2 separate regions of the Callithrix jacchus genome follow, and region 1 is linked to region 2. The links are chromatin contacts, called in public Hi-C maps. All regions are on one chromosome and are shown on one strand. Each heading gives the region's core, a stretch centred on a gene start, on an enhancer-like site or on the middle of the called end of the contact. The rest is flanking DNA. Distances are from core to core; before and after follow the strand shown.

Region 1 (4,273 bases), core at 482-2,981, 340 kb before region 2:
ATTTTTCATTTTGGTAATCAGCAGCACGGACATTAAAGTCCAAATGTGTTTAAGTGGAATATAAACATTTGCTCAAAGCCGTGGTGTCTGAAAGCAAAGAGGACTTTTGCAAGAGATACAGAAACATACAAGAATCACTTTTTTGCTCTTATTCTGCAAGTGAAGGCAGCAAAATGTCCTAGAGTCCAGATGTAAATTCCATTTCCAGTTTTTCTATTTCAAAAACATTGGCCCTAGCTCATCTTGTCTTTGACAGTTCACTAAACTTTATTTAATGAGATAAAGTTAAAGAACTGCTACCAAACACAGACATTTTGCTTGAAAATTAGAATGTAACCACCAAAAGATTAAGTCAGGATGTAACCTAGTAGAAATTGAATGATGAAATGCCTGCAATCCATCATTTTTGCCAGTTGGAATCGCTAGAGTGGCTGCAGATGTTACCACTTGTGCTCTCAAAGGTTGAGGGCTGCCTTTTGCTAGCAGATGCTGAAACTTACTAGGATTTAAGTGGCTTGGAACTTCATCACTACAGAGCTCTATCAGGTTTCTTGTGTCCATAAATAAACATCACTGGATCAAGATGCACTCTCCCTTTTGCTGTAAGCCAACCAAGTTATTAGCAGATAGGACTTTGCAGTCTCTCCACTTTTGCTGCAGCTCTGCCCTGACTGGCTTGGATTGGCATTCTAGATCATCCACCATCTGAGGTCAATTTGGAATTGACCAAGAATTCTTAGAGTGAGGTGACAGGGTAAATCACAAAAGAGATTCAGAAAGCCTGGTTTCTGATCCCATTTTGGCCACCATCCTCTCAATTCTTTCAACAAGGATTTATTGAACATGACAGGCATGCTTTCTGCCCTCATAAAATTTGGAGTCTAGCATCAATTTTCTGGGTAGAATTGAGAAAGTCATTTTGCCTCCTTCATTCAGACACCTACACACATATACACACTCGACTTTCTTTCCCTCTATCATGCCGTGTCCCCTTTTACCACTTAGACTTTGGATACACTGTTGTGTCTAGAATACTCTTTCCTTATTCTACAGAGCTAATGCACTTTTCAGCTTAGACCTCACTTCTTCCAGGATATTTTCTTGACTCCTCCAAGGTTGGATTGGATGCTCCTTCCAGACATAAATGTCCTATAGACACTTATCACAGGATATTACAAATGTCTGTTTCTCTGCTACTGATCCTGTCCCTATTCCAAGCACAGCATCTGGCACATGCTGGGATCTCAGGCCAGAGTTCACTTCCAGCTCACAAATATTTGCTGAGCCCTGTCCTTGCCCTAGAGAAACTCGAGACCAAAAAAATGTGTTTGCAAAATGATGTCACTGTAAAAGCCAGTGAGACAGGGATAAAGCATTACCTTACACATAAGAGCATGTGGTGGGAGAAGTGATCATTGTCCTCATAAAAATGAGTTCAAATTATCATGATCTTTTTACATGCACTGTTTGGTCATTTTTGCTTTTTCTTAGTATGTTCATATATCAGAAAACAAACTCCTGAACCCCTCTGATTTAGAGTATCCCTATACAACAATTTCAAGAAGTTCATACTCCTCCTTTAAGCTCCAATTCTATATGAACTCTCCTTGCCTACCTTCTCAGTCCCTTAGCTACCACTTTCTTCTCTGAATTTTTGTGACTCTGACTGCCTGGACCACTCATCTGGCACTTGCTGTTTTGTTCATAATTGTACCTCCAGCAATTTATATAGCACTTAATGTAAAGGAGGGGCTCAATGATTAGTGAATTAAGTAAAAACTAGCTTGTATAATAGCATGATGGTTAAAAGCAAAATGTTGGCTTTGCAATGATGCAGATCCTGGTTCAAATCTCAACTCTGGCCCTATTAGCTGCATAATATAGACACATTATTTAACCACTCTGAGCTTCAGTTTATCTATAAAATGGAAATATTACTACTCACACTTCCCAGTAGTGATGTGAGGTATTAAATGAAGCTATGTATGTAAAGTACGTAACACACCTCCAGGCGCATAATAACTTGACCACCCCATGATGGGCAGCTACAGTTACCATTTTCCTTGTTACTGTTTCAGTTCCCCCTTTCAGTCCAATGCCTCATGTATATTATAAGCAGGTCTTAAAGTTATTTAGAAGGCAGGCATTTGTAATATCTGCTGTTGACACACATGGACGGCTTTAGGATAGTGATGAAGAGGAGGAGGAGGAACATGATGGCAACCATTACTTCTTCTGATGTCACTAATTTCCAACCCTTTGGCAGGCTTTTGATTTCAAAAAGAGCAGCTGACAAGTGGGAGAAGAAAAAGACCAAGCTTGCTTCTAAAGAAATGTGCTTCCCAGAGAGATTCCACAGGATCCCTGGACCACAAACCTCAGAAAACCATGAGATGTTTTACAGCCAAGAATCTCCTCCCACCCCCAACTCCCCACCTCTTCCTCAGCTAGTATCTTTGCTCACTGAGGATATGGAAAGCTGTTTCTGTGCATTAGAATCAACTGCCAACTCAAGGTTATGATCTGTTTTTATCTAGATCAGAGGCAGAAAGAGAAATGTCTCAGTCATTACTTAAAATTCCTTGGCCAGCACCAAAGACCTTCTATCTATGCTGTGGTTCCAGAGGGAACGGCTACCGCAGGGTGGCTGGTTACCTGCGTCAATGCTCTGTTTACTGCCTGGGTGCTCCTGGAATGGGCCAGCATCTGGAATTGGAATCCCAGAATGAGGAGGTATAGTCCCATCCAATATGAACTAGATTAAAGTTAAGTACATACGGGGAAAGGAAGACCAGAAACACTCTTCTTTACTATCCTTGAGGCAAAATCAATACCCTCTTTTTATTGAGGGAAACTGAGGTCCAAGGAAGGGGAGACATTTAACTATGAATATTTTGGGGGTAGGAGAAAAGCAAGAGTTATAATATCTACTTGAGTATGGTATGAACAGAAAGCCATTGTATATAATTCACATACCATGAAATTCACACATTTTGAGTGATTCAATGGTTTTTAATCTACTCATGAAGTTGCTCAACCATCACCACAATCTAATTTTAAAACATTTTCATCATATCAGAAAGAAACTCTATAGCCGCTCCTCATTCCTCCTCTTACCCCAACCCTGCAGCCCTAGCAACCACCAATCTATTTTTTGTGTCTATAGATTTGCCTACTCTGGAGATTTCATATAAATGGGATCACACAATATTTGGCCTTTTGTGTCCAGAATGACATTTTTGTAATGACAGACTTCAGCACCGGACTTACTGGCTGCTCAATGAATGATTATCCAGAGCTGTGCTGTCAAATACTGCAGCCACGAGCTACATGTGGCCATTTAAATGAATTAAAATTTAATACATTTAAACTTTGGTTCTTCATCTGCACTAACCACATGTCAATTGCTTAATAGCCACATGTAGTCCTAGTGGCTACCATATTACACAGCACAGAGTGTAGACTATTTCCATCATTGCAGAAAGTACTGTTGGACAGTGCTGCAGAGGATAGAGGCACTTATTCATTCATTAAATACAGACCAGCACTCTGCAAATGTCTCCTCCTCCTGGTGTTGGAGAGTTAACTATGGCAGATGGAGAGTGAGGATGAGGAAGAGGTCAAGGGAGGAAGGAGGGAGTGAAAGGGTGGGCCAAGAAAAGCTCAATATATCCTCCTCCCACCCCACCACAATATTACTTCCAGTGCCCTGAGAGCTCCCACACCCACCCTGGACCTCAAAAGCTCTCTGTTTAGTTAAGCTCATCCAAAAGGCAGATATGCCAAAGCCTTTGGAAAGACTTCAAGGTAGCTAGCCTCAACCTTAGCCGTTTGATGATTTCTGAAGTGTTACACGTTAGAAGGTGATCTGAGGGGCTCCCTAATGAGACTGAACAGTTCCAATCAGTTTCTGGCCAGCAGTGGCCATTCCAGTTGCCAAGATCTGAGCACTAATGCTGACTAACACCTCAAGGCCAGAGCCAGGGCATCTTGGCATGCTCAGACCAAAGGGAGCACAGAAAGCTCCCTGCTCCTTTCCTGGGGGCTGCCTGTGAGTTCAGCTACAATGTCTTTAATCTTCCCAAAGACACTGCAGTCACCAGCCCCAGCAACAGGGCAGCAAGTTGTTGCGAATTGTGGGTCTGGATGCATTAAGACAATCAGAGGGCCCAAACTAAAGGATGAATTAAAAAAAAAAAAACAAAAGGAAAAATAAAATCACATTCAGAGAAAGGTCCTTTGATCCTTCACCTATCAGAGTACTTTGTTCCAA
Region 2 (4,452 bases), core at 359-2,858:
CAAAAATTAGCCAGGTATGGTGACATGCACCTGTAGTCCCAGCTCCTCAGAAGGCTGAAAAGTGAGAGGATTGCTTGAGCCCCAGAGGTTGAAGCTGCAGTGAGCTGTGACGGTGCTGCTGCACTCCAGCTTGGGTGACAGAGTAAGATCCTGTCTCAAAAAAAAAAAAAAATCTCCTTGGCTAGCTTTTCATGCTGCAGCCCAGTGTCCTGCAGTCTATCTTAAAGCAGCTGCTGACATTACAATTTGCCAGTGCAAATGAGAGCAAGCCCAGAGCTCCAGAGGAGAAACGTGAAGTCGCAGTTCTTTTCCTCCAGCTGCCATTGGGTGCCAGGCCACATTGAGCATTTGGTCTTTAGATGGAGAGACAGCCGGGAGGAAAATTGACATGTCTGCACAGTGTTGTGTACATTGCATGACAGTGTCTTTGAAAAGCACGTCTCACTGGGTGCACACATGTTTGCACACACACATGGTTTATTTTAACGGTGTATTCAAAGCAGGGAGTGGCAGTCATTTTACTGGCATTAATTTCTGTGGGAAAAAAAGGAAGGCTGTCAATTTATCACTGTAGGAAAATCAATGAAATTTGAGTTTATTCCAGATAACTATGAAAGGGGTGGTTAAGGGAACAAGCAGTGATGAATGCAGCCCTTTCTCAGGTGTCTTGACTCCTGGGCTCCTACAAGCAGAGCCTAGCAAGGAACTGGTGTTTTCAAGACAGCTAATTACAAGCAAATCTCAAATTCAGAATGTGATCAAGCCACCACCAAAGCTTTCAACAAAGGACTCTTGAATGAAGAGGGAAGAGGGGACCTCTAATTGTAGAACAAATTGGAATTTGAATGATTTGAAAGATTAGGGAAATAGAAGAGTACTTCCAAGGGTTTCGAGGCAATGTGGGGTAGAAAGAAAGCATGGGCTTTAACCTCAGTCATTGGGCTTTACAGATTTGGTTGCTGTCAGAGTAAACGAATGTGAAAGGATAGCCGCGGAGCCCAGCAATACACTGGGCACGTACTAGGTGGCCAGAGCCATTATTGCCTTTTTTGGAGAGAGGCAAGCAGGGTCTCACTCTGTCATCTAGACTGAGTACAGTAGCATGATCTTGGCTCACTGCAAACCCAGGTTCAAGCGATTCTCCTGCTTCAGCCTCCTGAGTAGCTGGGATTACAGGCATCCACAAGTAAGCCTGGCTAATCTTTTTGTATTTTTAGTAGGGGTGGGTTTTCACCATGTTGACCAGGCTGGTCTCGAACTCCTGACCTCAGGTGATCTGCCAGCTTCTGCCTCCCAAAGTCCTGGAATTACAGGGGTGAGCCCCCGCGCCTGGCCCAGTGTCATTATTACTTTTGCTTCTCATTGGTGTGTGTTTCTGAGCAAGTCACCTGATCTCGTTGAGCCTCAGGCTTCCCCTCTTTGACATGCTCCTGGGGACCGGGGTGGGAGGTAGAGAATAGCACAAGATAGGCACTCAAGCGGCGGCTGACCCTAGGTTTCTAGGGGACGGCAGGAAGGGAACTGACTCTTGCCTCTGAATTAGAGGGCAGGTCTGGATATTCACACCCGCCCCATCCCTCAACCCCTCTCGCGAAGTCTGGTGAGGCAGCTCACACAGTTGCTTCTCCAAATGGAAAAAGAACACGACGCCCAGATCAGCGCTCTGCCAAGAGTCTCCTGAGAAAGGCCCGGCAGCTAGCACTCTGCCGAGGGCCTGCCAGGGCCCGACTGGGTGGTGAAAATAAAATTACCAGCTAATGAGCCGCTTCCTGCGGCCTCAGGGGAGACACCCAGTGTCAGCCGGCGCAGGGTCTCGCTTTTTGAGCAATTAAAGGAAAAGTAGGATTCTGTCTTGTGAGCATCCCCGGATATTCCTGTTTACTGTGGGGGTAAATTCTGGGAACAAACGCTGTTCCCAGCCTCAGCCCATTCCCCCAGAGAGCGCCCCACCCTCAAGGATCACTCAGGCTGTGCCCTGAAATGTGCTTATGCTTCCCCCTGCTGGTGGCCGTTGTCACTGCACTCCCCAAGGCCCCGGCCACAGAATGGGTGGGCCTTCTTCCAGCCCACATCTTCCCTGGAGGGGTAGGGAAAGGGGGTTCAGGTGGGGACGGGCTCCTGGGGCCCCAAGGGCTCCTGATTGCAGAGGCTGCGATTGGCTTCCATGTGAAAAGCTGAAGACAGGGAATGTCTCTAAAGAATGATATCACAGTAGCGGCTAATATTTGTTCAATATTTACTTAATTTATTAAATATATTTGCTTTGCTTTAATTAATTGATTTGATTAATATTTATTTGCAAGATGCCAAGCTCCAAGCTAAGCATTTTACCTGCTTTACCTCCCTTAACTCTCTCAATAACCCTGTGAGGTAGTTATTACTACTCTCTTCATGTTACAGGAGCCTGAAGCTCAGGCATACTGAAGTTCATACATCTGGGAACTGGCAGAGCCCAGGTTTGAACCCAGGCAAGCTTAACTCCAGATGTTCCATTGCAGTGGTGGTTCTCCAACTTTTGGGAGCATGTGAACCACTTGGGATACATGTTAAAATGACCTATAGACCCTGGATTCAATGGGTCTTGGGTAAAGCCCAGGAATTGGCAATTTAACAAGCACATTGGTAAATGATGAAGTAGCTGATTAATGGATGCTACTTCAAGATAAACTGTGGCACACGAGGCTGCCTCCCGACCCAGGGGTTCAAGTACCAATCAAGGTGTCCATTTTACTTTCCAGTTGTTATAGACAAAATCAACTCTGCTCTGTAAAGGTCCCTCAGTGTCAAAAGCAGACCATGATTAAATTCCACTTTCAGCCTCAATATTCATAAACATCAGCCTAACTGTGATGGAGCTCCGACTCCTGAGTCCTGGTACCAACCCTATATTACCAGTAGAGCTGCGTTTGGGGAGAGAGATGGGGGAAGTGACAGAGAGCTGGTAGGGAGGGTGTTGTCCTATTGGGCAGGCTTGAGAAATTCACTTCTTTTCCCTGGTCTTGGTTTATCCATCTAAATCGTCTAATGAAATCTTCTCATTAGAAGATTTCAGGTCTTCTCTAGATTCTGAAAATTCTATCTGCCCACAATTCAAACCTTTGCATTTCTTTTGGTTTCCTGAGAGCTCTCACAGCAATCAAATTGAGCTATCCAGTGTCCCAGCTTCTACTTTCTGATGGGTCCAGATGGTAAGTTCATTAGGGCTCTGCTGGTAATGTATTTAATACCTTCTCTAGGTAAGTGAGGTGTCTTGGCAGGGCCTACTCCACGTTTTGAAGGTGACATTATTTTAGGACCCAGAGAAAACTCATGGGATTAGATGAATAGACCCGGATTCCATGACTTCTCCCTAATCACACCACCAATACGAATGGTTGGCTCTGAATGGAACTTGGTGATGAAGAATCCTGTCTTGTAGGTGGTAGGGATGCATCTATAGACCAGGAGACGTAAAACCTGGGCTCTGACCTAAGAACTATGGCTTTGGTGCTGGGCAAATCCCTGCCAGCACTGGGCCTTCATTTTTCTAGTTGCAAATGAGGCATTAGGCTTTGTGGTATATTGCACCTTTCTTCCTAGATTCTAAGATGTATTAGATCAGCCATCTCTGGGTAAGCCGTGTGTCAGAGGCCTAATCAAATGTCCTAGAATCCTATCCTGTTGCTGATTTAGTGCCCTAGCTCCAGGGCTGTCAAAACCTGAAATTGCAAAAAAAAATATGAAGAGTTAAAAATATTAAGTGAAGACCCAGCACATGTCTCAAAGAGAGTGGTAACTCTAAAGATTTTACCCTGCCCTAAAGAATGCCTGGAGCCCCCAGAGATGCTCCAAAAGCTTGAGACCCCAGGGGCTACTACTCTGCTTGTCGACAAGGCTGTCCACCATCCGAGAGCGAGTTTGCCCCAAAGTGTTGGTGGTCAGGCATAATAACTTGGTTCTGTCATGATTCACCCACAGGCAGGTGCTGTCTTTCCCATATATGGATGTTGCAAAGCTAAATGAGACAATGTGGATAACACTGTAGATAACAATATAGAAACACTGTTAACTGTGGACTGTTGTGTTTTTTTTGGTTATTTTTACTAGTCAACCCTTATAAGGATGTCTGTAAAATGGGCATATTACTACTGCCAGGGAAATGGCTGGAAGAATTGGATGCAGTGTGGAGGCACGAGGCCCTCAGCCCTGGAGGCTTGATGCCTGCGTCTCTGGATGGGGTGGCACCCAGACCCATCAATGATAGGAGAGGAGAGCAGTCTGAAGTGGAAAAATGTTGGTGACCTCAGCCCCCATCTCCAGGAGCCCCTTCATCCTCCCCCGGGATGGCAGCCTGGGGCAGTGGACCAAGATCTCTTCTTAGCCAGGGCCCAGTGCCGACCCTAACTCAGATAGATTGGCAGGCTGTAGACCTTGGCCAAGTCAATTAACCTCTGTGAACCTCAAGGGAGTTAA

Evidence for each region. A called contact is a pair of places that touch in the nucleus more often than the background predicts.
Region 1: a contact with region 2 is called in a Hi-C map of skeletal muscle, with 4 times the contacts expected there. The contact joins two enhancer-like sites. A contact is called at or near these places in 3 of 3 Hi-C or Micro-C datasets (induced pluripotent stem cells and skeletal muscle).

Annotation. Positions count from the first base shown.
Region 1 is chr10:85,687,934-85,692,206 of calJac240_pri, reverse strand. All of the region lies in intron 7 of NAV2 (neuron navigator 2), which reads right to left. Among named protein-coding and RNA genes, the nearest start is that of DBX1, 250 kb to the left of the region's middle. Within about 2 kb of position 1,731, at least 3 of the 16 cell types and tissues checked have an H3K27ac peak or open chromatin away from gene starts, as enhancers often do. A contact at or near this core is called in skeletal muscle, where this site is marked.
Region 2 is chr10:85,352,062-85,356,513 of calJac240_pri, reverse strand. All of the region lies in intron 2 of NAV2 (neuron navigator 2), which reads right to left. Among named protein-coding and RNA genes, the nearest start is that of NAV2, 220 kb to the right of the region's middle. Within about 2 kb of position 1,608, at least 4 of the 16 cell types and tissues checked have an H3K27ac peak or open chromatin away from gene starts, as enhancers often do. A contact at or near this core is called in skeletal muscle, where this site is marked.